2 separate regions of the Eptesicus fuscus genome follow, and region 1 is linked to region 2. The links are chromatin contacts, called in public Hi-C maps. All regions are on one chromosome and are shown on one strand. The core of a region is the stretch at or near the end of the contact, and the rest is flanking DNA. Distances in the headings are between cores, read along the strand shown.

Region 1 (4,275 bases), core at 1,689-4,188, 300 kb after region 2:
ACCAAGTAATATGCTATAATCTTGTTTCAACTCCTATACATTTAGTTTTCGTTTTTAATTGTTTTAAATCTATACCTTAACTCTTACATCTTCCATGGGATTATAATGACATCCTACCTAATAAAAGAGTAATATGCTAATTGACCACACTTTCGCTATGCCTATAGCCAATCAGGGCACTATGCAAATTAACCCAGCAAAGATGACGGCCCCCACGCGTTGCCCCGCCTCCCATTGCTGAGCCACTGACGGACCCGGGCTGGCAGGAGGCACCTCCCACCACTCCGATCAATGGCCACTGACGGACCCGGGCGGCAGAGGTGCCCAGATTGCGGATGGCGGCGTGGGGCCGGGCAGCGCCTGCCCCACGCCGCTGCTGCCGCCGCCACCCGGGTCCAAGCCCCGACCCTCAAAGAAGGCGGAAGGTGGTAGCCAGAGCCAAGGCCTGGGTCCCCGGTGCCGGCGGAAAACTGGTGCAGGCAGCCAGGTGAAGGAAGGTCTATTGCATGAATCTTCGTGCAACAGGCTTCTAGTTATTAATATTGTCCTTAGAAATAAGGTATGTTTTAGGTGTGCTAAGATTATATTTAAGTTCAATTATTCAGGATACTTAATATATAGAATTGATTTGGGGCTATGAGACATAGGCCATGACATGTGGGATCATTAACTCTGCATTTTTACTCTTGATAGCAACATTGTCCCCAAACAGCTCTGTCTACATAATTATGCAAAATATTATCCAGTAGGTATTTTCATTTCTTCCACATTTCTTTGTATTTTCTTACTCTATTTCCTAATTTGGAAGAAGTTTTTTACCTCTATTTTCCCCATGGCTAAATTATCTTTATACATATTTCTTATGCATTTCAAAAATCCCAGGATTTAGATTTAGCAGTTATATTATCTATTCATTAAACAACATCTGTTTTAAAAAGAAAACAATTACTTCTCTATTTGAAACCTGGATTTGATTTATAATTCCCATTCTAATAAACATGTGTGTACACGCTTATGCATCCAAACACACAGACATACCTTCTTTAGACTTAATGTCTTTTTTTTTTTAACTTCATAGGTATAATAAGAATGCTTTATTTCTTATTTTCCTTATTTAGTAAGAAATTTCCTCTTAGGAAACCTTTAATGGCACTCGTGAGTTCTTAAATGTAATTTTCTTTCTCAGTTTATTTGGGCACTTTTATTGTTTAATAGTCTGTCAGTTTCTGCCCCACCCTTCCTCAGCAATTAAGATTTTGTCTTATTCCCATGTTTCAAATAATGAAACAACGACAGAGCTAGGCTAAAATAAAAGGAAGGAGAGATTCAGCTTATTTAACTTGCTTTAATAGGTAACCCACTTCCTATGAATCACAATGGTCAAGTTCAAATGAGATCTTTACGAGAGTAGGTAAATGCATGACAGAACTAAAATTGAACTGCATTTCTGTGCTGATGTTAAGAGTTCCTGATAGCTCATCGCTTGGTCATTTGCCTGGATCTTGATACAGGGGTAGATTTTAACAAAGGTCGAGTTGAGATGTAAGAGCACTAACTTGGCAAAGGCTTGTGGGCAGGAAACAGTAGGAAGGAATACTTTGTCAGTTACAGGTTGCTGAGGGCATCCACTCCAGGAAGGACTTTACCTTCCAGAAGCTCTAGACTGGCTCCTCCTCCAGTGCTCACGTGGCTGACTTTATCTTCGGTGTTCCATTTGGCACAGCAGGTGGCAGTGTCTCCACCTCCTATAATGGTAATACAGCCCCTGGAAGTGGCTTTCACAACTTCATCCATGAGGGCTTTGGTTCCATTAGCAAAGGCATCCCATTCAAATACCCCTACGGGTCCATTCCACACAATTAGCTTGGCTTCGGCTACAACTTGAGCATACTTCTGGTTGGTCTCAGGACCACAGTCCAAACCCATCCAGCCAGCAGGTATGCCTGATGCGACAGTGGCTTGGCCAACCTTAGCATTCTCTTCAAACTTGTCAGCAGTGACAAAGTCAACAGGCAAGGTAATGGTCACACCATTCTTCTGGGCTTTGTCCATGATATCTTTGACAATCTTGGCTCCCTCTTCATCAAACAAGGAAGCACCAATCTCCATGTTGTTGAGTACCTTAAGGAAGGTGTAAGCCATTCCACCACCAATAATCATATGACAGACCTTGTCAAGCATATTTTTGATAAGTTGGATCTTGTCTGCTACTTTGGCTCCACCAAGTATAGCCAGAAAGGGTCTCTCTGGGTTTTCCAAGGCTTTGGCAAAGTATTCCAACTCCTTCTTCATTAGGAATCCAGACGCCTTCTGGGGCAGATTCACTCCCACCATTGAACTGTGGGCCCGGTGAGCAGTGCCGAAGGCATCATTGACATAGACATCCCCTAGCTTTGAGAGTGACTGACGGAAGGCTTCTATTTTCTGAGGCTCAGCTTTAAGCTTATTTCCTGCAGGATCTTGGCCCTTCCCTTCTTCCTCCACATGAAAGCGTAAATTCTCCAGCAAGATGACTGAGCCAGTGGCTGGGTTTGCACAGGCTTTCTCCACTTCTGGGCCCACACAGTCCTTCAGGAACAGGACATCCTTACCCAGCAAGGATTTAAGCTCAGCAGCAACAGGCTCCAGGGAGTATTTATCAGGCATGGGGACACCATCAGGTCGACCTAGGTGACTCATAAGAACTACTGACTTGGCGCCATGATCCAGGCAGAACTTGATGCTTGGGATTGAAGCCTTGATTCTCTGGTTGTTGGTAATCTGGTTGTTCTTCATGGGAACATTGAAGTCTACTCTCATAACGACTCGCTTGCCTTTCACATCCAGTTTGTCCAAAGTTAACTTCTTAGAAAGAGACATCTTGACAATACAACCACAATGCTGAAGAACCACTTTATGCTGCTGGAGGCTGGGTGGGTGATGTTTCTAACGTCCCTTTGCTTGGCCCGCCCCTATCTGCTCAGGACTGTGTCTCCCAGGCAACAGCCAGAGGAAATCTGGTTCTGTGATTGGTCAATGGTACTGTCAATCTGGATTTGGAGCGCGTTGCTTAGCGCCGATTCAAACAGCCAAATAGTCCTCGCTGTGGGCGAGTCAGGGCCTGGCTTGGGTGACAGTTGAGAAGGTGGAGAAATTTTGGAATAAAAAAGGTCCTGAAGTCCAAGCTTCCCGCTGGTTTTCTTTTTTTTTTTCATATTCCTTTTGATAATTGCACTTATTTAAAAGAAAAGAAAAGCATAACCCTTACCTATGTGAAGTCCTAATTATATTGAGTGTAAAAGCATTTACAGGACCCAACTGAAAGGAATTTTTTGAAATAATAGGTGTGTGAAACCTTGTTTACGCAAGGCAATATAGTAAGCTTCTGTTTTTCCTCTGTCTTGAGAAATATTTCTGTTGACAGCATAGCTTGTGTTAGCCCTTAGACTTATGTATGGTGTAGGAGGGTGGAAATAATATATTTTCACTACCTTGTTTTATCCATTCTCAGACTTTGTGAGAGACTCTTGGTGGCTTCTTCAGGAAAATCCCATAAGATCATAACAGAGAATCAGTGAAACACCCAGGATGATGGGACATGTTTTCAGGCTGCAAAGTTATGAGGAGGGCCCTTACTTTTTTCTTCTCTCTTTGTTTTACTCCCCGTGTAACATACAAGTTGAGCTGAAGAGGGGAATGGATTTCATGAGGATGAAAATGTCGGTTTGAATTGAAAATGAGTGAGGGATTTTATTTTTGGAGAAAGTATAAATGGCTGATTGATTTAGGAATGAAAACTGGCTTTGGAATTAGTTAATATGTCAGTTTCCTTAAGTTGAATGAACTCAATGTGTAGCATAAAGACTTTGACGAAAATTATTTGAGGCATCATCCACTAGGATGGCTATAATAATAAAAAAGACAATAACAAGTGTTGACAAAAATGGGGAGAAATTGGCTGATAAGAATGTAAAATGGTAAAGCCCCTTTGGAAAACATGCCATGTGGTTTCATCAATTACAACATGTTGAGGATAACACTCCCATAGAGAAAGGGAACAGGCATGGGAGGGGAGAGGTCTAGGGAAAGGAAAAGCCAGGAGTGAGAAGGCATGCCTTTGTGCTTCCAGCATTAACTAGGGAAACTGAGAAGAGTTATTATATAAATTAATTATGGAAGACAAGGATATTTAATTCTGATAGGCTAGCTTAATACAAACATCCTTTAAGAGTATTTATATTCTAAAAAAGTTGGGGAGACATCACTAGTTTTTTAATAAGGTAGAGACCTAAGCAA
Region 2 (4,141 bases), core at 1,398-3,897:
AATGAATATGGAGGAATTCTTGAGTAAACCCACTACAGTGAAACCTATAGCTCATGAAAGGAAATCAGCTAGCAAGGCACACTGGGAAATTGAAATGTGAAAACATGACTTGAAAAATTATAAACAGATGCCATCTACTTGGTATCCAAAGAGATTGAAATAAGCATGCATATGCATTTGAAACACAAAGTTCCCTTTGTCTTTAAATACCCTTTGTCTTTCTATATCTCTATATATTTTTGAGATTATTGGTTTTCTTGCTTTTCCTTTCTTAACTACCTCTGATTCATTAGGTTTCACCCAGTGCCCAAAGCATTATCCATATATAGTCAACTCACTAAGAGTTGCATTTAGATTATTCCACAGGCAATCTTAGCTGCAGGGGGGTATCAAGAGAATGCAAACTGGTTTTAAAGGATTGTTAAGGGAAATCAGGTTAGGAAAATAAAGACTAAAGGGGGAACATTTTTATATGATGAAAATCCTGACTCTTTCTATGAATACGAAAATATATAAACTCTCATATATTGACAGATAATAAACTAAGTCATAGTAAAAGAGTAGAGGATGGGAATGGGTCTGTAGTTTATTTCTCCTCCATTCCAGTTTTATCTCTTCATCTCCCAGTTTTCCCTAAGACTTCCAGTATTTAACAAAGCCCACCAAGAATGTCATTCTACTCTGGTTCCTTAAAAGGAATCTGGGCACATCCTGTAAACCTACCCTAGAAGGGTCTGAAAACCAGGCACAGTATTAAGCCCAAGACCTGGGCCTAGTATGAATCCACCTCCCTCCAGCTGGCCCTAACTAAACTGAATGTTCTGGAACATGTCTCGGCTCCACCCCCAGCTCCCTAAGTCACTTGATGATCCTTTTGGGGACTCTTTTTGGACTTCTTTTTTCTAGCTCCAACCCCAGGTGCATCAAGTGAGAAATTCTCTGGATTCCTCCACTCACAGCCACTCTAGTTGCCTCTTCTCCCTGGTTTCTCCTGCCAGGGTGGGGAATGGACAGCTCTCCCTCCCTAATTTGTGTTGCCTGGGGAAATTGGTCAGGTTAAAAATGCTACTTTTTAATTCATTTCTTGCAACTAATTGAGACAAATTCAAGTTATATGATGTCTATTTTTCTGGTTTTCTCATTGTTGAAAGTACTTATGCTTAATAAAAATGCCATGTGGATTTTATTTCCAGATAGATCGTCCCCATGCGGGCAGAGAGTTTGCCCACTTTATTCACTGCTGTTTTCCAAGTAACTTAAACTGTGGTGAAGAATGGGCATTCGGTATCTATTTGTGTGTGAAAGGATGTGGAGGCCCGTTTATAAAATATAGAATTTAAATCAGTTTCATAATTACCTCGAATAAAGCCAAGGACCCAGGGAATCCCTTTGCAGCAGAATTTCTTTTGACTCAGGCAGTGACCCTAGAGGGGTCTCCAGACTTTTCTAGTGAGTTTTGCTAATTTCAGGAGTTTAAATAAAATTCTTATCCAGTAATAAATAGACAAGAGAGAGGGAGAGAAAGAGAGAGAGAGAAAGAGAAGGTCAGTGAGGGAGAGGGTGGGAGGGAGGGAGAGAGAGAAAGAGAAAGCTTGACCCAACATCTGAAAAGATGAAAGGCAGACACACCTAAAGACATAACCCACCTGTACACTGGTTGCTCAAATCTGAAACAATTTTAAATTTCAGAAAGGCATTATGGTTGAATTCTGAGTGCCTAGACTAGTGCTGCCCAATAGAAATATAATGTAAACCAGAAATGTGAGCCACACATGTAGTTACATTTTTTTCTGGTAGTCACATTAAACAAAGTAAAAATAGTACTAAATTAATTTTAATATTTACTTAACCTAATATATCCAAAATATTATAGGTAGGACATGTCATCATTTTAAAAAACTGATTAATGAGCTATTTTACATTGTTTTTCTGGTACTAAGTCTTCAGTGTCTGGTGTGTGTTTACATTATAGTGCATCTCAGTTTGGAAAAGTCACAGCTCAGGTGGGTGCTCAGGACCCACGTGGCCACTGCATTGGATGACACAGTCTGGAAGCCAATGTGGATTATGCACAAAAGCCTTTGGCCCTGGACTTTTTATTACCAAGCCATCTTTTCAACTCTCACCCAAATTACTTTATCATGGTCCATTCTAAGCTTATAATATTTTTATTATATCAAAGCATTTTTTAGCAAGCAAAAGCACTGTATTTAAATAAGAGCTCATTATCACTCATTTTCTCATTCAGAAGACAATCTTACTACCAAAACATTGAATATGAAGTGTAGTCTCAAGGTAATTTTTCTTTTTTTGCTGTAAAATTCTTTGAGTCATAAAGGGAATATTTATTTCTAAGAATAAAGATAATAGAGAATCCATCCCATCTTCTGCCTTCCTCCCACTTTTCACCTCCATTCAAAATATCCACATGAGAGTTGGAATCATGGTGCAAAATCAACATATCAGCCCAGGAATTTTCTAGATGCAGCTTTTGCACAGAAAAATTAAGGAAGCTTACCGATTATTGTTAAGTAAAATCCAGCCACTAAATCCGCTTCCCAGGAAAGTTTGGAAGCAAAGGGGTCTCCGTCTTGAAGATAGTGTGGCAGGCCCTCGTCCTGGGGCAGGGCAGTGTGGTTTAACGCCATGCTGTTCTCAGGCAACCAAGAGTCTGAAAAGCAAATTGGGAGTGATCTCAACAAACCTGACTAAGACAACTTGAACCATCTCATAACCATGCCACTTGTAAAATAAAAAACAAGTTCCCAAGTCATGCTTGGTTGTCTAATTAATAACTGGAGAACATTTTAACATTCTTTTCGACTACCTAAATATGTCAATATTTAATTATTCAGTGTGCTGATTATCCATGACTACATTATTTCATTTCTTCATCATGCTACCCTCTTTGGGCTACTTCACTCCTCCCTTGGGTGAAGTGACTATGAAGTTGAAGGCCAAATCCTATTCATTTTACTGCTTCTTAGCAATTTTTATAAAGGTCTGAACTAAGAGAAGATATTGTATGGAGTTTACAATAGATAGGTAGATAATAGATAGATAGGTAGATAGATGATAGATAGATAGACAGATTACTCCATCAATATTTTAAATATATAGAATATTTAAAAATTTTCCAGATTATAGGTATTTTTTAAAATTATACAAATTGTCCAAAAAAAAATCTCTATCAGGTTTAGTGTATTTTAAGAGAATACATAGTGTTGATATTAGGGTATTAAGTACAAAGGAACATAGAAACTTAACTACATAATTTTAAGAGCTGGATTTTTGAGGGGCCATTTGGAAAAGAACTTTGGTTGTAACTCACAATTCATCCACAGGAAGATTTGGATTTCAAGTTTCCCAAAGCAGAAAGCAACTTCCTTATTTCCCACTGCAGCCTCTTCTAATTCACTTTCTAAATTTGCTCATTCCAGGATGAAACCTTGAGCAATGAGGAACCCCCCAAAACATAAGCCTTTGTAGTGTTTCTATTACATTTTGATTTTCAAAAGTTTACAAAAAGTTTTTGATTGGCCCTGTGCAAGCATATATCACACAATAACCCCAATACTGAAAGTTGGAGTGCTGTGTTATTCCTGAGATAAAATGTACGGCTGAGAATGTCCTGAGGAGAAATACTAAGGTGGAAGTTTCAACTTGTTTTGAACTTGCTTATTTCAAAACAAACCACTAGATGCCACTGTTCAGCCCCGTAGGAAGAGATGTGGGGTAGAACCTCTCACTCTGCAAGTGTAACTTGGATGTATACCTCATAATTGGTGGCAGGCTGATTAGCAGATCCCAATCACTTTCTACAAAAGGCACAGCTTAACCACTTGCTAATGGCCCATTTACAGCTGAAATAGGACTTCTTAACCCACTCTTAACCCTCTTGGTGCCAAGTTAGGTGAAACTCCTGTCTACTTCCACATACACAGCTTGAGGACAGTCACGTGGTTAATGGCCATTCAAAATTCTTATTCCTAGGAGCTGTGGGAAGTGAAGCTTCCAAGAGAAACATCTGTTACCAATCCAACCCCTTGTAAGACCTGCCCCAAGTCCAAGTTTATCTTCAGAACTCATTCCCCATGGTTGACCCTCCTTTTCTCCTCACCACAGATTCCCCCTGCCCACT

Evidence for each region. A called contact is a pair of places that touch in the nucleus more often than the background predicts.
Region 1: a contact with region 2 is called in a Hi-C map of liver, with 4 times the contacts expected there. The contact joins the promoter of PGK2 here to the promoter of OPN5 in region 2. A contact is called at or near these places in 2 of 2 Hi-C or Micro-C datasets (liver and muscle).

Annotation. Positions count from the first base shown.
Region 1 is chr10:18,418,700-18,422,974 of DD_ASM_mEF_20220401, forward strand. It overlaps PGK2 (phosphoglycerate kinase 2), which reads right to left and starts at 2,939. Exons shown (of 1, transcript XM_008153198.3): 1 at 1,326-2,939. The coding sequence starts at 2,859. The coding sequence ends at 1,606.
Region 2 is chr10:18,114,420-18,118,560 of DD_ASM_mEF_20220401, forward strand. It overlaps OPN5 (opsin 5), which reads right to left and starts at 2,648. Exons shown (of 6, transcript XM_008153205.2): 1 at 2,519-2,648. The coding sequence starts at 2,648.